Linked DNA regions of Gossypium hirsutum: all the other regions are linked to region 3. The links are chromatin contacts, called in public Hi-C maps. All regions are on one chromosome and are shown on one strand. The core of a region is the stretch at or near the end of the contact, and the rest is flanking DNA. Distances in the headings are between cores, read along the strand shown. Region 1 holds the start of LOC107910679 (prostaglandin E synthase 2). Region 2 holds the start of LOC107910157 (probable inactive receptor kinase At1g48480). Region 3 holds the start of LOC107908491.

Region 1 (4,155 bases), core at 1,501-4,000, 280 kb after region 3:
TTTTATTTAATATATTCCATTGGTTTTTTTTGTCATTTTTGATTGAGTGAAATTTGAGTTTCAACTGGTAGAAAATTTTTAACTTTTTTTATGCCCTTTTGTTTTCCTTGGATAACTAAGAAATCATCCAAATAAATGTTCTGAATAAGATGTTTTGTAATGTCATGGAACTAGTACTAGGATTATGTTGAACTTGAACATGTAGCAAAACTGGAAACTTCTTACATAGGTCGGCTTCTAGCAGTACTTTGTGATAAACCATTTGAGAAGAGTCTCATTGTATTTTATTACATACATCTGAATATGATGTTTTGTAATGTCATGGAACTACTACAAAAATGTCTTGGTTCTTCTTGAGCAAGTATAAAATTTTAATTGTTCTTTTATGCTTGTAATCAGGTCCTTATAGTACCATATGGTGGAGCTACATCTATTGAGGGCCACACTTTGTCTCCTAATGGAGGTGTTTGCATTGACATGACCTTAATGAAGGTATATTTAATCATATTTCCTAGATAAATTAAAAAAAAAAAGATTGGAATGAACTCTTTTTAATTTTATACCATGCATTTTATTGATACTGTTTAATGTGCTTCCTAGTAATGGCTTCTAATGAAGTTTGTCCTGTAGCATGGGCTTTATTAGCATCTAGTCATTGTGGCACTCATTCTAAACATGTTTTGTATTGTTTGAGCTGAAGCTTTATTATAACACTCTTTTGACAATTATTTGACTTGAATTTGCAATTACTTTTGTGATAAAATCATCAATGTTCCATCGTGTAAAATGAATTTGCAATTCTATCCATTTGGTTTTTTAATTTGTGATATTAGGAGTGATTTTTTTTTAAATTTGTAGAGAGTTAAGGCGTTGCATATTTGGGACATGGATGTTGTAGTTGAGCCTGGAATTGGATGGATGGAACTTAATGAATACTTGGAGCCTTATGGTTTATTTTTCCCTGTTGATCCAGGTCAGTTTGTTAGAGTTATCCTTGCAACATATCATTTTCTTAATGAAAAATAACTTATTGCAACATTCAGCTACACTCCTTGATGAAAGCAGCATATATATTATATTATATATTATTTATTGGCTTGAGTGTAACATTATCATCTTAAACCATGTTGACCTGCAGGGCCTGGTGCAACAATAGGAGGCATGTGCGCAACACGCTGCTCTGGATCTTTAGCCATGATGTAGTTGCTACTCTACTACTGTCTTTCTTTGCATTCCCTAGTTGCCCTCTTAGTCTGTTGAAAAATTACATCTGAAATCTCTCTTACTGAGGTTTGTAGAATTTTCATTTCAGCAATTTTGTACCAAACAAGTGTATTCAGATATGAAATGATGGATGTTTTTTCTCCTGGAAAATGTATATCTCTGTTGTGCATGTAGATGAAGCCTGAAATAGACAAAAAGGGTTTGGAAGTGGCTTCAGGATTGTGTTTAAACTTCTGAAAGAATGCATAGGTGTTGATTCCTCACTAAAAACATTTTATGCGATTAGGGCACTTATGTCTTCAATGCCTATATAGTCCATGTTTTAGTTCACCATGGGTTAAACAATGGTCTACGGGCTTTTGTGTCCCTTTTGATAAAGAATAAACATTAAAACATTTAAATGCCTCACATACTGAGGATTCAGCTTGTGCCATTAGTGACCTTTTTCAGCAGAACAGTACTTATATAACCTTTCTTTGCTTTAAGGGTGCCTGTTGAAGACTTCAATATTGTGACATTGCATTGTAAAATGCATGCTTGTGATAGTTTCTTAACTCGGTAAGTTAGATGCCATTGGTTTCCTGAAGAAAACTTCATTATTGTCCTGCATGTTCTGATGCATTACAAGGCTAGAAGGTGAATATTGCTAATAATATCTCAAATTAACCTTTCTTTGATGTGCAAACATGATGCAATAATATTTTAAGAAAACTGTCAATGAAGGCTATATGTACCCTTTAATTGGTTATCATCTTTCAGAATCATGCACAGTAAGAAGCATAAAAAAATTTGGCTTCAAAAATTTTCTTAAGGTTGAAGATATTGATACTTTTTAATGTGGTGTAATATTAGTTATGCACTTGAACAATGTTGTTATTATATGGTGTACTACTAATTATGCATTTGGATAATATTATTAATTTCTAATATTAATTGTGGTTTGGAAGCTAATTTATAATTATTCAATCCTTGTTTTTTATTTTTTTATAACACAATTACAAATAATTTATTTGACTTTGGTTGTTTTTAATTTATAACGGTTTATATAAAATAGCTTAATAATTGAATATTATTATATATTTAATTTGATTTATTTATTTATAAATAAATCATTGCAACATATGTAAAAACAATTTAAAATATAAATTTATTAATATGCATATTAATATATGTAAAAACAACTTTTCCAGAAAATATTTTCAGGAAATTTGCCAAACAACAGAAAATATTTTACACAGGTTCATCTAAACACCAGAAAATATTTTCAGTAAATCATTTTCCAGAAAAGTAAATCATTTTCCAAAAATCATTTTCCGAAAAACATTTTACTGGCAAACAAACGGTCACTCTGTCATTCCGACCCAAACAACATGGACAATGGTGGTAATAAAAAAATCTTAACTAAAAACATTTATTAAAAAAAGCCTTTTATATTTTTACCCTAAAAAAACTTCACTAAAAAATAATTAAAAAAGAACTATAGCGTTTGCCCTTTACATTTTTACCCTTTATCTGATTCAACAATGACCAAAACCCCCTATTTCCAAATGCACAAAGCCATAAACCCCTCACATTTATTTTGGGGGAAACTTTCCTCAACAAATCACAAAGCGCCGAGATCTGCCCTCTGCTATAGGATCGCCAATGAGAAGGGCCTCCTTCACCTCCTCCATCCTTTCTAGGACCCTCTCCACCGTTCACGACGGAGGAACAGTCAACCTTCACCCTCGTCTCCTCCGGGTGGCGCTCTTTAGCAGCAGCAGAACCGACAATTCCAATTCTCGCCGCCATTGGTTCTCTCCGCTTCTCAATTCCTTTTCGAAAAGCTCTGGTCAAGCCGTCTCTCTCGGCCTTGTCGGCGTTGTCGCCTCTGTGGCCACTGCTGCTTCGGTCTACGCCAAGGAGCCGCCACCAGCTGAAATCATCCCAAAGGACGTTGTTCTTTATCAGTATGAGGCCTGCCCATTTTGTAATAAAGTTAAAGGTAGTATGTATTCGTTTTTCTTCTTTCCGTTGCATTCGTACCAAATAAAATTGACAGAACCAATCAAATTTGAACTCAGAACTTCATTTTTAAGCAAAAAGTAAATCCAAAAAATTATTTGGATAAGTAATTCTCACCTGTTTTGAATGATTAAATAGTTAGTTTTAGTGAGTTCTAAAGGAAACGATAATATGCTAACATTTTAACTATTCGCTATATATTACATTTTTAAATCAGACATGTTTTGGTAACTACCATGGTGATGGAGAGAAGGATTCTTTTGAAGAACTGAAAACTTAAAACATAACAAATGCATTATTTTTCTTTGATGAAACAATTATATTAGAATCTGTTTTGCATTCTAATCACTTTTTCCTTTTTAGTCAGCTACACTTTTCTTTCTAGAATTTGCATTTTTCTTAGCAACTTTAGGAAGTTGAAAGACAAAACATAAGGCTTTGCTTAATAGTGTGAAAAGAAAATTGGAAAGGTGGAAGATTGACGGAGTAGAAAAATAAAAAGATAGATGATATATATTTCCTTTCATTGATTTTCTTGGTACAAAAGATGGAAAAATTGAAAGAAAAAGTAAGTTTTTTCCCTTCATTGCTTGATAGAGTTAAAAAATGAGAAGAAAATAAAGCTTCTGAAAAATGCATAATTTTGAACTAACATACATCCCTTTCTCATTTTCTCTCCTCTTATCATTCCGAATTGGAATAATTGTTTTTAAGCATTAAGATTGAAAATGGTTCTCTCTTGTTTTCTTTCTTCCCAGTTATCTCTTTCCTATCAAGTACACTCAGAATTTACTTTCTTCTCATTTTTCCACCCATTCTTTCTGTTCTTCCATTTTTCTACTCAACCAAGCACATTCTCAGTAACAAGACAACTAATTAAAATCTTAGTAACTTCATGATTCCTATAATGTTTATCGTCTCTCAGCA
Region 2 (3,876 bases), core at 418-2,917, 340 kb after region 3:
CATGTAATCATAAACAAGAAGCTTCTCATCCCTACTAAAATAGTAAGCTCTGAGAGGGACCAAATGCTGATGATCCATAGCTCCAACCCCTTCGATCTTATCCTTAAATTCCCTCTCAGATATAGTGACATCCTTGAGTCTCTTAACAGCCACTGCGTTTCCACCTTCCAACACTGCTTTATATGCTGTTCCAAACGTGCCTTTACCTAAAACCTCTGCAGAAGCTCTCAACAAATCCTCCAAGTCAAACACTCGCGTTGCATTCCCAAAGAAGACCAACTTCTTAGCTCCGGTCCCACTGTTTTCGGCCGCTTTGGCTCCACCACCCACCATTGCTGCTACTGCCGCCGCTGCCACTGAATACCCATTCCCATTCCCATTCGCATATCCACCATTCTCCATTTCCCCACCTGATTTCTCCCCAGGAATCTCCATTTCTTGATTCTTAAGCGAAGTGATGTCAATTGACCTCGATTTCTTGCTACTCTTCTTTCTACATAAAATCATTAAAATCACAACAATCAGAAGAAATCCCAGCACAGATCCAATAACAATACCTGCAATTGCACCCCCAGACAACTTGCTCTTCTTCTTTTTCTCCGGTTTATTCTCATTCGTTGGATTGGCGGGCTCACTTGTATTCCCAGGAGCAGCAGTAGCAGTGGCAGGGCAAGCCTTGTCAAGCGGTTTCCCACAAAGCAAATTCCCCAGAAAAGCATCGAACCCATATTTCTGTAACCCCTTGGGGATTGAGCCGTTCAATAAATTATTTGACACATTAAATTGGTCGAGGTTTTGCAAAGAACCCAACTCAGGTACCGACCCAGAAAGACTGTTGCTGTCAAGAAGCAAAGTTCTTAACCTCGTCAAATTGTTGAACCCAACAGAGACTTCCCCAGAAAAGTTGTTCCCAGAAAGACTTAGCCTCACTAAATCATGAAGACCAAAAAGGAACTCCGGTATCTCACCCGAAAAATGGTTTCCCTGCAAGTAAAGGTTTCGGAGGTTTTGACAGAGAGCAAGATCCGAAGGGAGTGGTCCAGTTAACGAGTTGAGACGTAGACTGAGGGTGCGCAGCTGAGTCAAGTTCCCGAAAATGCCAGTCGGAATTTGGCCAGAGAGAGCAACACCAGGTAGTCTAAGCACTGTGACGCGGTTCCGCTCGCACGTAACCCCAGCCCACGAGCATGGACTCTGGTTCGAGACGTTCCATAAGAGGGTTCTGCCTCCGACTGAGGAACGAAGGCTCAAAAGAGCAGCTCTGTCGGTGACAAGATCTGGTTTGGCCACCTGCAGTAGGAGTGAAGAAAGAATGGCAATGAAAAAAAACTGGGTGAACATTTTGGGTGATGGCGAAGACAAGGAGAACAAGGATAGGAATATAATAGGATAATGTGGGTGGGATACTGATCTGAAACAGCTTTCTTTTCTCCCTTTTCGGCCTAGATTGGAGGCATTGCAAGAAGAAAAGAAAAAGTGTTAATGAGAGAGCATTTTTTCTGTGTTGATAGGTAAAGAGTGGGTGGGTAGTGATGAGTGCCAAAAAGGAACAAGAAAGAGAGAGAAAGAATAGAGTAAGGCAAACCCTAGCTGTTTTACAGTAAGGATGGCTGCAGCTGGTTCGTCAACCCCGTTTCCCTTTTTTTTCTGTTCTTTTTTGTCTTTCTTAGGTTTCCTTTATTATTATTATTAAATACGTAAATTAGAACGTTTTTAGTACAAACAACAAGCCATTCGTTTTTGGCCTTTTCCTACTGATGCATCTTCAGGGTGAGTTTGGAAAACAGCGGTGGCGGTGAGATTAGATACTGTAGCGATACTGTAGCGTGAGATAAAAAGTAAGTTAAACGCACCGCACCACAGTCAATCGCCCATCCAAACGAAGCCTCAGTCTTCGGCGCTTTAACTGCTGCAACCCATTAATTATAATTAAAATATTCACTAATTCGGAATTATTAATATTTTTCATTCCAATTTAGATGGATGAATGTTATAATTAGTAAAACATACTTGATTGGTTCTCAATTTATTAGTATCAATATTATTGTTGGTGCAGAGAAATGTGACTTTGATTGGGTTGGGACACATAAGAATTAAAGATAATTTTAAATAAATAAAAAATATAAATTTTTATGATTATAAGGTGTTTTTTTTTGTTTGGATAAAGTGGCGAAAAGTTTTTCCCCTTATCAAATTCAAAGCTTTCTTTCTGTACGAAGAATGATTTTGTTGGCAAATAATTGATATGGGAATGTTTGGATGAGATTTTCGGTAATAAAATAATTATTTTTTGTTTAAAAATATTGTTTCGGGCAGGTAATATTGTGTTATTATCACATGTTTTTTTTAAATAATTTCGGCAAAGTTGTTAATTGCAGTAACTAAAAGGGTGTTCTTAAAGATTAGGGATAGAAGTAGGTATTCTGAAAAATGGGTATAATAATTTATTCGGCCCTTTAATTTTATGAAAAAAATATTTTAGTCCAAGAGTTTATACTATTTGTCAAATCACCTCAAAATAGATAGAAAAATTATGTTTATTAATTTTATTGACATGATATCCACGTGTATGTCATGTTAGTAATTATTTAATTTTTAAAAAAATTAAAAATTTTTTATAATGTTTTTAAAATTTAAAAAATTTAATTAATTGCTAACATGAAATACACGTGAATACCATGTCAGTAAAATTAACAAATGTAATTTTACTATCTATTTTAAGGTGATTTGAGAAATGACATAAGTTTAAAAGCTAAAAGAGGCAAAATTTTAAATGGAATACTAAAATATATATTTTTTAAAATTAGAGAGCCAAATAAGTTATTATGCCTATAAAAATATCAACTTCATTTGCATTCTTAATAACTTTGATTAACTTTCATTAAAGCGAAAAATGAAAAAAAACAATTATAAATTAACTTTGATTAATTACCTATTTAACAAATTTAACATATTTCAATTATTATTATATTAAAAATATTTTACTCTTATATTACATTTTGTTTGTGGTTTATATGTTCTTAGTTTTTAATTGATATTATTATTAGTGAGGTTTTTGTATTATCAATTATTTTGTCTTAATTTTTTCCCTTTATTTTTAGAATCAATTTTCACTTTTAGCATTTTAATAAAAATTTTAACTTCATTTATAGTTAACAATAATTTAACAAAATATGCTTTTAAATAATTTGAATTTCTGTGGATTAAATGTCAAAATTTTATATTTTAACCAAATAAATAAAATAAAAACTTACTCTTTATTTAAAAATCTAATCCGACTCTATATTGAATTAAATTGAAACCCAGTCTGAAGTCTTAGACTCCATTTGCTTCACTGAAAATGACTTCCGAAAAATAATTTCTGGAAAATGACTTACTTTTCTAGAAAAGCTAATATTTTTTTATGTTTGGATGAATCTGTGTAAAATATTTTTTGTTGTTTGAAAAATTTCCTGAAAATATTTTTTAAAAGTTGTTTTTAATGAAACAAACATAAATTTGAGATTATGATAAGTAGTGAATTGATTACAAAGTGATGTTAAGGTGAAATTATAATAAATAATGAATCTTCATGATGTTAAGGATTAAATTGTAAAATTTGTAAAATTTATAATTGAAATAAGAGAAGTGATATGCATGAAAATTTGTCACGTGAAATGAGATATTATAATGAATTATTTGATTAAAGTGCTTATAAGGTGAAAAATAAATTACATGGCAATAGGGACTAAATTGAAAATTGTACAAAAGTTTAAGTGTGAAACAATTTAATATGGGAATAAGGAAATTATTTTAAAAGTTTAACGAATGTGTTATGAGATGATGAAATACGCATAAAGTATTGTAAAAGTAAAATTGTGGAAAACTATGGAATTT
Region 3 (4,219 bases), core at 798-3,297:
GTTTCACCGGAGTATCTAAATAACTCCTGAACAGCCCGAGTCCGTAGGTTATGGCCAATTATGAACAAGAAAATAGCTAATTGCTCCTCAATCTTGATACGATTTGTATGCCGAAGTAAGCCTTTGCCTTGCAGAATATCACATAATTTGTAAAACACTGGCTTATCCATGCGAAAATTTTCCAAACACCGCTCACTCTGTCCATTAAGGACCTCATCTACAAACTTTGTACCATTCAATGCAAAATTATGGCCCAGTTCTTTCGGCACAAAATTTCCATAGATTCCATCCTTTTCATCATCAGAGCTCTCCATGAGAAAACCAGCCACTGCACTTAAGAAGGCAGATCAATCATCACCATACAAAAAGATGTAACAATTTTAATGCAACAAGGAGCTACCCTACCCTACCCAAGCACAAAAGTACACCAGTTAAACGCAACAGGTTAGAAGTTAATCAATGCAAACACCCTCTAAAGCCCTCGTGCTAATATTTTTGGCTGAAAGCACAAACTGATCAAACGATAAAGTTCATGGAACTATAGCTGCAAAAAACTTTAGTAGACAACATGAAGAATCCTCCAGAATCTCTATCCAGGACATACAAAGAATTTATAGACCAGATCACCACCTAAAAAATGAAATATTCTAGTTCCCATTGATTAGTAAACTCCACATTCAATATCATTTGTTAGTTTGGTGCCCTACTAATAAAGAAATAATAAAGCTAAATATTAAGCCTCACAAAATAGTAATAGGAAACTACTCCGGAATCCATCTCACCACAACAGAAATGAAGTAATAAATAGTGTAACTAGAGATATATCCTATAAAATCACCACTAAAATAAAGATCAGAGTAAGAAATTCTAATGAGGTAGTGAACGCAAGAAATAAGTAAAAATAAGAAATTCTAATGAGGTAGTGAACGCAAGAAATAAGTAAAAATATAATGAAATTTGATATTTCGAGGCTTCAGTTGCAGTGATAAAACAATGGGTGCTCTGAAATCCAACGCCATCATAGACTTTGCTATAAGGTCCTTATTTTCTCATTTTTCAATTCATGTCAATCAGGGGAGGTACACAATAACAACAACAAACCAAAGCAAGACATTCTAGCGTAATGCTATATTTGTCTTAAGAAGAAAGTATGGCTATTATTGTGTTCAAAACAGCTGCTTTCTCTTTAAAGCCATCCCTGAAATTGTTCAAAAATGGAATAATCATCCTTTGTTTAGCCACAGCTATTCACCAACTGATATCATAGCACGACTTTTTCCCCAAGACAAAAAACCATAAAAAGAACATAATAAAAGCTGACGAAAAGGATCATAAATAAAAAATGAAGGCTTTTGTTATAATGAAAAAAGAAATTCAAACAAAAAAAATCCAAGAAATGCGATTCAATGTATAGATTAAAACCCTAATATCCAAGAAATGCGATTCAATGTATCCTTTTGAAATCTAATCAGGCACATTGGAGGGCGATTCCCTCCACAACAATCTCAAACTGATAAATAAACAAATATAGCTCCCTGGCAGAGACATAACAACAACAAAACAAACACCAAATATTTCAGATATAACAAACAATGATGTGTGGAGAAGGTGTAGATAGATTATAGTGGAGTAAAAGTTTTTTTCTAAGAATAATAATATCAAAATGTAAGGAAAGAAGGAATAAATGGAGGAACGTTGCGTTTTGGTAGAGAAAGAAGAAAAAGCAATACCGGAGAAAAGCGGGGTTTGAAGGAGACGTGCAAAGGGTAATTTAATTTACATGAAATTGAAGGGAGAAATCGGGAGAGGAGGGTGATAGTAGTAATAGGAGCAGCAGGCCAGCAAGAGAAAAAGGCAGCAATTTTGCAGAGTCTCTCCACTGTCTCCTCCACTACTGGGAGGCTTTTCTTCTCGCTTCACTTCAGGAGCAGGGTTTAATATATATTACTATTCAAACATGTGCGTGCTGTCTTTCGGCTACAATGTTCAGCTCGGCCCATTTTCATTATGCCCCTTCTCTTCTCTTCTCTTCTAAACAACCCAACCCACCCGTATTCCATCCCATCAATCCATATCATCTATACTCTTTTTCTATTCTTTTCTTTTTTCATATAGACAAAGAAATTAGTTAGTGTTAACGTCATAAAAAATATAATATATTCTTCTCCCTGCCAGTCATCGTCTATTGTTATATTTCCTCCATGGATATTTTCCTGCTATTGTCCTGATCAACATTTTGTATTAAATGAAAAAAAGTTTTTAATGTAATTAATTCAACGATTGAACTTTCAATTCCATTGATTATGTTTTTGTTTTTGAAGTATGGCGGCTAAAATTTTGTATTAAATGAAGAAAGTTTTTAAGTCATTAATTCAGCGATTGAACTTCCAATTCCATCAATCATGTTTTATTTTTTAAATATGGGGAACTCCAATTAAATGCATATAAGAGGACGATTTAATTTAACATTATTTCTCAAAAGTATTTTTAAATCCAAAAGTAAAAATAGTATTTTCTAGCTTTTGATTTTGACAAAAAGCTTTTAAGAATAGACATTTCTTCTCAAAAGTACTTTTGAACTCAAAAGTAAAAAAAGTATTTTCTAGCTTTTGATTTTGACAAAAATATTTTTAGAAATAAGGATAATTTTAACTCTTGTAAAATATTTTATATAATATTTATATTGAATATGTAATTATTTGAGAAATTTACCAAAAAAAGCCAAATTTTTTATAAAATTATCGAAATAGGCCGATTTTTTAATTATTTACCGGACTGGGCCGTTTCCCCCAAAATCGCGCCACGTCGGAGCGATGTCAGGGGACGGGGCAGAAGGTCGCGCTGACGTGGACGCGATGTGGACGCGCACGTGAACAGTGCCCAACGGTTAAAAAATTGACTGTTGCCCCCCCCCAACGGTCAAATTTTTTTTTACTATATAAACCCCCCACCCCTTTTATTTTCACAAACAAATTCAATATCAATTTCTTTCAAAAATTCTCTCAATTCCTTTCAAAATTTCTCTCAATTCCCTTCAAAATTTCTATCAATTTCCTTCCAAAATTCTCTCAAACTCTCAAATTCCTTCCAAAATCCTCTCAATTTCCTTCAAAAAATCTCCAAATCCATATTAAATTTCTTTTTCCATTAAATTTCATTTTTTTAAGAAAATTTTAAAATTTTTTATTTTTTTAAAATAATTTTAATATTTTTAATATTTTCAACAATGGCCGGATCATTGATTCGTCTTGATAGGAATCACATATCGGTGGAGCAAATGAACATGGTAAGTATTAAATTTAAATTTTAAATTTTTTTAAGATATTTTTATTTATGTATTTTTAGATATTTATTAATATATTTTTTGTTATAAAAGGCTGAAGATCGGGTATTGGAATGCAATATTCGGAATATGCATGCTCCATCACCGTTAGTAGAGAACTACCTGCGGGAAGCGGGATTTTGGCACGTGGCGACGGTAGGCCGGGGATGCAAGTTGGAGCTGAAACTGATCAGTGCGTTGATCGAGAGGTGGAGACCTGAGACGCACACATTTCATCTTCCATGTGGAGAATGCACTATCACTCTAGAAGATGTCCATCTGCATTTGGGATTGCCGGTGGATGGGCACCCAGTGACCGGGTCTGCCCAATCTAGCAATTGGGAGGCGGTGTGCTACAAGCTTTTGGGCGCCGTTCAGGATAAAATGGAGGAGGTAAGGTGGAGATGGGCTGGTTACGTGCTACCTTCCCCGGTCTGAATGAAAATTCAACCGAGATTGAAAGAATCCGATATGCTCGATCATACATTCTTCAAATAATTGGAGGCTATCTCATGGCCGACACATCACGGTGCCGTGTACATCTAAGGTGGCTGCTAAAACTCGTTGATTTTAGAGCAGCCGGTGAATTTAGTTGGGGGTCTGCCGTCTTGGCAACATTATATCGGGAGATGTGCGGGGCGACCAAACCAAGGAGAGCAAAAATCGGAGGTTGCCTGTCACTACTGCAATTATGGGCACGGTTTCGCTTTCCATTTCTACGTTCTCGAGTGAACCACCCATATACATTCCCACTCGTAACGAGGTAAATTTTATATTACATTTTGAAATTGATATGTAGATTTTGTAAGAATAAAAGAATGCTAAAAATTTATTTAATTAGGTGGAACCATCCGGCAAGTTATCGTGGAATACCGACTGAACTTGAAGATATACGGC

Evidence for each region. Hi-C and Micro-C count contacts between places; a contact is called where the count stands out from the background.
Region 1: a contact with region 3 is called in a Hi-C map of leaf, with 2.6 times the contacts expected there. The contact joins the promoter of LOC107910679 here to the promoter of LOC107908491 in region 3. A contact is called at or near these places in 2 of 34 Hi-C or Micro-C datasets (both in leaf).
Region 2: a Hi-C map of leaf shows a contact between it and region 3, with 2.3 times the contacts expected there. The contact joins the promoter of LOC107910157 here to the promoter of LOC107908491 in region 3. A contact is called at or near these places in 2 of 34 Hi-C or Micro-C datasets (both in leaf).

What each region holds. Positions count from the first base shown.
Region 1 is chrD02:42,180,831-42,184,985 of Gossypium_hirsutum_v2.1, reverse strand. It overlaps LOC107910679 (prostaglandin E synthase 2), which reads left to right and starts at 2,750. Exons shown (of 6, transcript XM_016838629.2): 1 at 2,750-3,208; 2 at 4,154-4,155. The coding sequence starts at 2,869. LOC107908390 (a long non-coding RNA gene) reads left to right here and starts at 71. Exons shown (of 3, transcript XR_001687007.2): 1 at 71-492; 2 at 859-973; 3 at 1,139-1,374.
Region 2 is chrD02:42,123,378-42,127,253 of Gossypium_hirsutum_v2.1, reverse strand. It overlaps LOC107910157 (probable inactive receptor kinase At1g48480), which reads right to left and starts at 1,667. Exons shown (of 2, transcript XM_016837930.2): 1 at 1-1,667. The coding sequence starts at 1,341.
Region 3 is chrD02:42,463,198-42,467,416 of Gossypium_hirsutum_v2.1, reverse strand. It overlaps LOC107908491, which reads right to left and starts at 2,047. Exons shown (of 4, transcript XM_016835668.2): 1 at 1,731-2,047; 2 at 1-328. The coding sequence starts at 314.